3 separate regions of the Mus musculus genome follow, and all the other regions are linked to region 3. Evidence: chromatin contacts called from public HiChIP or PLAC-seq data. All regions are on one chromosome and are shown on one strand. Each heading gives the region's core, a stretch centred on a gene start, on an enhancer-like site or on the middle of the called end of the contact. The rest is flanking DNA. Distances are from core to core; before and after follow the strand shown. Region 1 has its middle 220 kb from the start of 7630403G23Rik. Region 2 has its middle 140 kb from the start of Kirrel3. Region 3 has its middle 10 kb from the start of Kirrel3.

Evidence for each region. HiChIP or PLAC-seq counts read pairs in DNA pulled down with a chosen protein or histone mark.
Region 1: a contact with region 3 is called in a FOXA1 HiChIP or PLAC-seq map of pancreatic cancer cells, with 17 times the contacts expected there. The contact joins two enhancer-like sites. A contact is called at or near these places in 5 of 39 promoter capture datasets (the 3T3-L1 cell line, cancer-associated fibroblasts, hippocampal neurons and 1 more), 9 of 484 Hi-C or Micro-C datasets (the 3T3-L1 cell line, cerebellum, cerebral cortex and 5 more), 4 of 115 datasets of contacts at active chromatin or transcription factors (astrocytes, embryonic forebrain, pancreatic cancer cells and 1 more) and 1 of 9 other capture datasets (embryonic stem cells).
Region 2: a contact with region 3 is called in a FOXA1 HiChIP or PLAC-seq map of pancreatic cancer cells, with 17 times the contacts expected there. The contact joins two enhancer-like sites. A contact is called at or near these places in 1 of 39 promoter capture datasets (hippocampal neurons), 5 of 484 Hi-C or Micro-C datasets (the HL-1 cell line, cortical neurons, myocytes and 1 more) and 5 of 115 datasets of contacts at active chromatin or transcription factors (astrocytes, embryonic stem cells, neural progenitor cells and 2 more).

What each region holds. Positions count from the first base shown.
Region 1 is chr9:34,257,445-34,260,340 of GRCm38.p6, reverse strand. No RefSeq gene overlaps it. Among named protein-coding and RNA genes, the nearest start is that of 7630403G23Rik, 220 kb to the right of the region's middle. Within about 2 kb of position 1,645, at least 11 of the 459 cell types and tissues checked have an H3K27ac peak or open chromatin away from gene starts, as enhancers often do. A contact at or near this core is called in pancreatic cancer cells, where this site is marked.
Region 2 is chr9:34,348,538-34,351,746 of GRCm38.p6, reverse strand. No RefSeq gene overlaps it. Among named protein-coding and RNA genes, the nearest start is that of Kirrel3, 140 kb to the left of the region's middle. Within about 2 kb of position 1,481, at least 16 of the 459 cell types and tissues checked have an H3K27ac peak or open chromatin away from gene starts, as enhancers often do. A contact at or near this core is called in pancreatic cancer cells, where this site is marked.
Region 3 is chr9:34,477,037-34,480,292 of GRCm38.p6, reverse strand. No RefSeq gene overlaps it. Among named protein-coding and RNA genes, the nearest start is that of Kirrel3, 10 kb to the left of the region's middle. Within about 2 kb of position 1,677, at least 8 of the 459 cell types and tissues checked have an H3K27ac peak or open chromatin away from gene starts, as enhancers often do. A contact at or near this core is called in pancreatic cancer cells, where this site is marked.

The DNA.
Region 1 (2,896 bases), core at 396-2,895, 220 kb after region 3:
AGATGTCATAGTACAGATGTAATTAACATGTATACTCATCAGACATTAAGTACATCAGACCACACACTGCAAGTAGTTTGAACAAATATCTAGTTGTTTGACGGGTGTAAAAACAAATCCTGAGGTTTTCTGAGGAATTCTATTTCAAGGCAGTAATATTAGAAACCTGGCCTGTGACTTCTACCTGCTAACTAATAGGGTAACTTAAAACTTGTCAGCCCCCAAGTTGAGTCAAGCAGTTTCCTTAAACTCTTGTGTGTGCATGCATAGTCTAGATGGCACTGTATCTATAAACATGCATGTTATTTATGAATATCCAACTAATATACAGCATTAAGTGAGCCATTCTGGGGGTTTCATCCAAACCCCCCCCTACTCTGTGAAATGAACATAATGTTCTGTTTGTCTACTGGGCTCCATTGTGGGTCTCTGGGTAATGAATGCTTATGACTGCTCTCTTCTGCCTCAGCATCTAGTTAAAGATTATTCTTAGGGCAGACCAAGCAATAATGTCTCATTGTAAAGCAAACCAAACAGTGGAGGACTTCATAAAACCTTGATGATTCACCAGCATGCATCCATTCACAAATGCCACTTCTGGGCCAATGAATTAAAAAGTGGACTCCACCTTTTAATGGGAAAAGCGATGAAATTACATTGCAAAGGGTTTGGATCCAAAGAGCACATTAATTGTGGCTGTTAATGAAGTGAGTGCAATACCTTTATAAACCAGGCCAGCACAGTCTTAAGTATGGTGCAGTTGTGAAGAAGAATACAACCCACAGGGATAGCTGCTTGACTGGGGCATGTGGCAAGCTCAGTACTGTCCCGAGTATCATTTGCAGTGAAGCTATTAAAAAGGGGGTCTTATTCAGTTAAATGTTCCACAATATTTAAGTTATATAAGCTCAATTTTGAAGCAACACTCAAATTATGTTAGATTTTTACATTCATAATTTACGTTGATAATTAGGACCAGGGATATGCTAAGTATATAAGTGATACTAAAGAAAAACATTAAAAAGAAGAGGGAGAAGCAAAGCAAACAGGGCTCTGAGGCTAGGATGCATAGAGAGACATGCTAGGATGAGTCTTTGTTTGGGGAGTTCTGTGAACCTAAGGGACAAATCTGAAAGGGATTGGAGATGGATAGAGAGTATATGAAGATGACAGATGATCTAAGAATGGCTGTGTGGCACCAACTCCTACAGCAGGCTAGCAAAACAATATCTTTGGAAGATGAATTCCAGGAAGAAAGTCTTTGCAGGTACAAGCAAAAGTATATTAAATGTGGATATGTTTTTCTTTGTTTTGAATGTATTTCTTTCTATGTTCTCATCTTTCATAGAAAAATGAAGTATTGGCACGAGAACAAACAGGAGCCTAACAGTGAGGAGAGGACAGGGAAAGGGCTTTTTTGCAAATTACTCCGTAGGACCACTGGCAAGATGAGGTTGTGGGGTCAGGTGGGAGTGATCTGAGCCACACTGGTACAGAGTCACATCAGAGCTCCAGTAAACCTGTGAGTTTGCCAAAACTCTGAGAAAGGAAAACAAAACCTGGCCTGTGATCGTCACAGCACAGATTCTCTCTGAAGTGACAGGGCATTTTGTGTTCAGACTTTGAACATCCCCGCCCTAGCTGGTTTGCTGGTGAAACTCACTAACAGCTGTCCCCAGAATAAGGTCAAGAGTTAAAAGTGTGCCCAGGCTGGATGTGTCTGATCACAGCATGTACACACTTCCTGTTGCTCAGGGACATAAGGGCCTCTGAGTGACATTTGTTAAATACCAGCAGGGTCTCTAACAGAGTCCCCATCCCTATGAAAGCTCAGGTCCCAGCCCTGAGAAACCTTCAAGGTAGAGAGCAAAATGAGAGGGAGGCTCTGGGCAGTCAGAGTTACCATGAAGTCAGGCCAGAGCTTCCCAGATACTGTGATGGGAGTAAAGACAGTTGCTTTATGAACTACCTCCTTGGAAACTCCCCAGCAGCCAGTGGCCAAACAGAACCCTAGATCATAGCTTCTTAAACTGTGGGCTATGACCCCATATATCATGGGAGTCATAAAAGTGGCAACAAGAAAAGTTTATTGAATGCAGAATGACCAAAAATTAATTCAAAATCGAATGTGTAATAAATCCCAGGTGTTCCTGGCAGAGCTTCCCCATTGTTCACATGTGACTTCATTACAGACTCTGTTCCTAACACACAGCATGAGCATTTTGCACTGTATTTGCCATTGTGCCACACAATGTATGAATGCCATCTGCAATGTTTCAGCTCAGATTAGATACTACTGTGCACTATGAATTGTCATGCCTTCACTGGGCAAAATCTTCTTCTCTTAAGGAAACATGATAGTTTGGTGATGAAAAGAAAGGTTTTGAATATCTCTCTATATTGTTCCTCATTGTGAAAGTATCTAATTATATTATCATCCATTTGTATTGTGTTAGATTTTTATTATTATTATTTAAAAAGTTTCTGTTTGAGTTGGTGACTTGAATTTCCTTAAAAAAATAAATTTAAAAAACAACTGTTACTTTTGGCTCGTGATTGGAATATCCAGCTGCAGAGAGTAGCACACACAGGATGACCTCATTGACATTGGAGAGGAGAGGGAGAAATGTATGTAAGAGTAATGAAAAGCATATTTGAACAATTATACAATAACAATAAGTTAGCTTGTCCAGTTTAATTGCCATTCCTTCTTCAGAACTATGGAAATTTTTTTAGTAACTTAGGTGTCCTGATTTGTTCATTACATGCAATACATTCAGAACTTATTGGAGCATAAATATAGTTTCACTATTATTCTCTTACCCTCCAGAACTACTGAATTATGGCTGTTTGCTTAATTCTATTTCAGGTATGGCCATGTATAAAGAAATATGTA
Region 2 (3,209 bases), core at 232-2,731, 130 kb after region 3:
GCTCTGAGTTGTTCCTGTCAGACATTAACAAGGTATCTGGGTTTGGAATGGAAGTCTCCATTCTCCATTTTGTCTCTGAACTCTTGACCATGTTCTATGTCCTTACCAAGACTAGAAGCAGTGCTTAAAGTATTGTGTCTGTCAGCACTCTAGCTTCTTTATCTGACCATATTTTTCTCAACTCCTCTCAGTTGTTAAACAGCATTAAATTCATCCTTAGTGCAGGCTATGATTTTAGGCCTTGGAGATGCTAGTCTCAGCAGTACTAGTTGAGAAACACATAACTTCCTGGGTCAGATCCAGGCCTGGCCAAACATGCCATGTAGGGATACATGCCATCGGACTCTACCCTCTTTAATGAGGTCTACACTCTTCCTCCTTGGGACCAAAGGCAGAGTGGCAATGCGATATGTGTGCCTTATATATACAGCCTCTGTGACAGTGTTTATGTCCTGAGATGGATGAAGGCTCTGCCTTTACCTTATTGCCAGGTAACAGCTCTTAGCTCTCTTCCTGCATTTGTCTTTGACATTCAAAGCAGCAGCAAGAGTATAGTTTGAATGAGGCTAGCAAGAGTTCATTTATGGTGAAGTTGGGGTGGGTGGTAGAACCTTTAGAAGTTAGGACCTACTAGAAGGTCATTGCCATACCATCCTTGGAAAGAGTTACTAGTTTTTGTGTGACCTTGAATTAGTTCTTAAGAGTTTCCCTAGAATGGCCTGGCCTTATCTTAAATTCTTTCTTTCTGTGTCTATTACTCACTATGTAATCACTTTTTCTTAAGCTATGACCCCATGATGGTGATCATTTGGGTCAGGAGTCTTTCTTTATAGATGCTAGCAGCATGCACTTATACCCCTAAAACTGAACTAAAGAAATCTCCCTCCCTCTCTTCTTCCCTCCTTCCTTCCCTCCTCTTCTCTTTCCCATCTCTCTCTCTTCTCACCTCTTTCTCATTCTCTGTCTCCCTCTCTCCCTCCCACCTCTCTCCCCTCCTCCTCCTCTTCTCCTCTTCCCTTCCTCTTCCTTCTGCATTCTCCTCTAGTTTCCTTTTCCATCACCCAATCTCTTCCCCTCCCCTCCCTTCTGTGCTCCCTCAGTTTCTCTTCTATAATCTCTTCTTTTCTTCCCCCACCCATCTCCTTTTGAGTCAGGTCTCACTTTGTTGATACCCACACAGCAGCCTTGAATTTATGTTCTTCCTTCTTCTATCTGCCCAGGTGTTATAAATATTAGGATTATAGACTGGTGTCACCTGCCCTGGCTAAGCTCTTTCCTTTATAGACACTTAACCTCAACTATTTTGTTATGAAACCTAGACCAATAGTGGCCATATTAAACAAAGACTGGGATGGGGTGGAAATGTGCAATCTGTCAGCTTGCAGCTATGTATTCTCAGGGCTACCTATTTGTAGAACAGAGTGCTTCGACAGTGTGGCTCCACTTAAACCTCCTCCCACACCACAATGCCCACAGACTTCTCTTCTTAATTTGCTACTTCAATTCGACAAATATTTATGGAATGTCTACTGTAGGTCAGGCACTGTTCCAGGCACTGGAATCAAAACAGTGAGCATTTGTAACCACAACCTTGTCCTCTGGAAGGTTAAGGAAGCAAGTGAGATATGGAAGAAAGAATTGTGCAATCGGATTGCTAACCACTAATGATACAGTTCTGTGTTCTACCTGCCCCCAACAATTTAGGCAAGGCAGGTAGAAGCCCAGATAGAGTCAATCTGTACTTTTTGCTTTTGGTTCCAAGAGGGACTTAATTTGGGTAATGGATTAGATTTTCCTCAAAGAATTTTCCTTGAATAACTCTTCATGCCAAAGGTTCTCAGCATTTTCTATTGTTTTTTATTGCACGTTCAGGTATGCTGTGGTGACTAAGTATTCTGCTTTTCCAAGGTATGAGGGAGTTAAAGGACATGGAACGTTCAATGCTGAAAGTGCCAATCCTGGACAGTTAAGTTAGCACTAGCATGAGTGTAATGTATGTGCATGTGCATGCCAAAACACATAGGCCCGTGTGTACGTGTGTTTACGTGTGTGTGTGTGTGTGTGTGTGTTCCTGTATAAACTGAAAAGGACCACAGTAGGCAGAAAAACTAAGCCTGTTACCTGTCTCAATATACATGGCTTCTTAATAGTGCCTGAAATTGGTGTGTAAGAGCACACACGTCCTGTAGACCACTTGGAGAGGATTGATACAGCTTCCCCATGCATGCATTTTGGTGGGGGTGGAGTTTTGTCTGCATGCATCATGGATGATTGTGCTATGCAGAACATACAGCATCAACTACAAGCCTTCCCTGTCATTTTCTATAAATTCCAATTGACTAATTTCTATGGGAGCTTTGAGACCTACGCTAAACAGTTTAGTTCTTTTTGTGCCTCGCTAATCTACTGCATTTGATTGCGAATGGTCTGCCATTAGCCTTGTTGTTAGAGCTGGGGAATCTGTGTAATTTCTAAGTAACTGTTTTTAAACTTTTGAATGGCATGCATGCATGGGTGGCTGTTCAGAGCCCATCTATCTATAGGCTGTCTAATGGGTTCCAATGGGAGTGTGCACGGCATACCTTGTGCCTGGCAACCTACAAACTCATCAGTGCTTCAGGCATGAGTGGCATTTTAAAGGACCTTTACCATGAGTGGAATTAACATGCACTGTCCCTCTGGAGCCTGTTAGCTTTTCGATTCTGCCCCCCACGGTGAAAAATAAATGCATGTAATTTAGTTGAGGAAAAATGTCTTTAGGGCATTTTTGCTACTCTTGGATTTGCTCTACAGGACACTTAAAAAAAAATCCAGTCTCCAAATGGAAGTGGCCAAAACTAATATAGGTCACTATCATACAAAAGAATAGGAATTTACAGCAGGGCTGTTTGCTGTCTTCTGCCAGGACGCTTGTCTCTTGGCTCCTTGTCACTCAGCTTCCACAGTCTTGAACTTTTGCTGACATACTCCTGTATGGTCAAGAATCTGCAGCTGGTTCTAACTGGTGGGTGGTGAATTCCATTTGTCAAGATTAAACAATGCAAGGGAGATGCTTAATTTCAAAATCAAGCCCTGCCCAAGAACACACAAGAGGAGGGACAACAGCTGCATGAGCCTGGGAATTTCTGATACCTTTTAGGGTGCAGTTTGAACTCCGTGTTCATGTTTGGCTGTAAATGTGTCTCCTTCCTTTAAGTTCCTAAAGTGAT
Region 3 (3,256 bases), core at 428-2,927:
TTGTTCTTCCCTGCTGCACCACAGCTCAGAAACAACAGAGCTAGCCAACATGAGCTAAAACTCTGAAACTGGAAGCCCACACAAACCTTTCCCGCCTTTGGTTACTGCTCTCAGGTGTTCGTCACAGGGTCAGAGACAACAACAACAGCCCAAACAACAACACCCTATCTAACACTTCTTGCAGTGGGAATTCTGAACTTGAATCGGAATCCCTGATGCTGTGTGTGATGCTTGGCCCAGGGTGTAGCAGTATTAGAAGCTGTGGCCCTGTTGGAGTAGGTGTGTCACTGTGGGTGTGGGCTTTAAGACCCCTTTTCTAGCTACCTGGAAGTCAATATTCTGCTAGAAGCCTTCAGATGAAGATGTAGAATTCTCAGATCTTCCTGCACCATGCCTGCCTGGATGCTACCATGTTCCTGCTTTGATGATACTGGACTGAATCTCTGAACCTGTAAGCCATTCCCAATTAAATGTTGTCCTTTATAAGACTTGCTTTGGTCATGGTGTCTGTTCACATCAGTAAAACCCTAAGACACTGTGTTTTAACAGTCCTTTCAGATAATTTTAATGCATTCAAGAACTATTGTTATGAGCCTTCCTGTGTACCATTACCTAGTAAAATAATAATGAAGCTGTATCTAAGCTTGTTCTACCTATCTTCCTTGCTTCCCTCCATCCCATTGGAATTTTTTAAAGCAAATTCAACTCAGATATTATATGCTTTCACCCACAAGTATGTCCCCATGCAGTCAGGACTTTAATAAAGATAAAACAATACTTTACTATTATATTTGTTAGATCGGGACCAAAATCTCTAGACCCTTTATCTTTAAGTTATCCATTCTTAGAATGCACTTGACAGTTTTAATATAATAGGTTTTTGGTCAAAAAGTCAGTTCAAACTGAGTAAGGCAAAAAAAAAATCTTTTACTTTTAATGATTAAGAATTTATTAGTTAGAAATGGTTGTCTCATCATTATGGTGGGTACTCAGTCAGTTTGGGGTGCCATTACAGAATACCATAGATGGGTGCATTAGACAACTGAAATATACTTCTCATGGTTTAGGAGGCTGGCACTCTGTCCATGTCCAATTAAAATGCTTGTATAGCTGGTGTCAGGTGAGACCTTGTGTCCTGGCTTTACATTTGCCATCTTCTCCTTAGTCCCATTCAGGATGGCTCCACACTGATGACCTGAGTACTACCTAAGGGTAAGGTCCTGCATCCTACTACCATCCAACTGGAGATTAGAATTTCAGTTGGACTTCTTTTGGGTGGGGTGATAATACTTGGTCCATAATGAGGATGGAAATCCATGCACGTGGAAGAATCAGACCCTGTTTAGGATATGGTCTATATGATGTAAATCTTTGGCAGTCAATGAAAGCATTGTGCAATGTGACCCAATGGTTCTGCCAGAACCGGGATATATCCACAATATCACTCCATGCTCCTACACCTGGTCTTTGTTTGGATATGTTTGCTTGTAACATAAAGCAAACATTGAGTCGCAAACTATAACCTTGGCTAAAGTTGAGTCACAAACTGTAATCTTGGCTAAAGTTGAGTCACAAACTGTAATCTTGGCTAAAGTTGAGTCACAAACTGTAATCTTGACTAAAGTTGAGTCACCAACTGTAATCTTGGCTACTTGTTATTTGATGAAGAGGTGTCAACCCACTTTAGTGTTTTCATACACAACACATGCTGTGTCCCCAGTAGTCACCTCATCACTGGGCTGTGTTGTCTGCTTTCCCCAAGTTCTGCTATGCCTGGGAGTTTTTATTAGATGCTGAGAAACTCAAGGGAATATTTGATCCCATCTTCAGATGTCTGTAGCAAAAACTGACACTTGCATGGAGCATGATTTGATAGCAATATCTGCAAAGTGTCAGAAAGGGGAGGGGATCGATACACGTAATTTACTTGGAATAATTCATTGCCTAACCGGAGTTTTCAGTGAGGGCAGACAAATTCTACTCTAAACTAACTCACCCACCTGGACTAGGAGGAAGGCAGTGAATCCATCTTTCGAATGAGATGTAAAACTAACTTTCTTGCTTTCACTAATGGCTCCTCTGCCTTTCTTGAGATGGGATGCTCATTCTGTCAGGCCATTTTTCAAAGGGGTCGGGGGATGCATGCTATTGACTGAAGGCTACTCCCATCAGAGCCAACTGCTTTTGCTTGCTGCTCTTATATATGGGAATGATGCTTGCTCAGAGGTTGTTGGTTTTGCAGGTTCATTACACCTCAAGAGGCAAGAGGAATACAGAGAAGCTTTCTGGGGTAGGGATGGGTGGTGATTTTTCCTTTCTTTTAACGCTGGACTGGAAGTAAAGATCTTTTCCAAGGAACTGGAAGTTGGAAAAAAAAAGGAGTAACTGCTCATGTCAGTGAGAGGAATCTTTGGAGTGGTCTACTAAAGTCAAGGAGTCACTTTCAGAAAAATACTCAAGAGATTATAATGAAGTTTAAATGGCTGTTCAGTGACTTCTCAGCTTCTTTTCTCAAAGATCTGATGTTCACCCATCTGGGTAAAATGATTTGAAGTAGAAACCAGCACATGGTATCAAAAGTCACCAGAGAGATTTTAGCTTTTGAGGAAGAATCCACTGGAGGCTTCCACCTTGATAAGCTACAACCACCTCTGATGAATGCTTAATACTGGCCAGTGGCATTGTATTGGCAGAGGACAGGAAGGGAACCAGAACTACAGATTCCATTTGAAGTTGCTAAAGAAGCTTGGGGCAGGGAGGGTTGTAATTATAAGGAACCTTCAAATAATTATGCGGTTACCATCTAATTAAGAAGTGCCACTTTCTGTTTTAACTCCCTGAGATTCAGAGATGGCCTTGCCACAGACCCTAGTGAGCTTTGGATGCTCCCTGAAGTGGGAGAAGAGTCCATGGCAAGAAAAGACTGGACTCTGAAAAGTCCAGAAAACTCCTTGGGGAGCAGCCTGGAATGTTGGGGAGAAAAATGGCCATTCTCCATCACCAAACTTCTTACCTTTATGTATTTTATAAGAATCATCTACAATAAGAGAGGAAAGAATTCCTCCTGCTTGTTAGAAGACTAATAAATGAATTAAGATCAGTGTGTGTGTGTGTGTGTGTGTGTGTGTGTGTGTACATTTTTAATCATCTCCTCAAAATAGGGAAATTACACTCAATAGACTTCTGAGTTGGGCTTCCTTTTTGAATGCACTACAGGAAATACAGAAGGCTTGTAGTTGGTAGACAACGTGTTTAC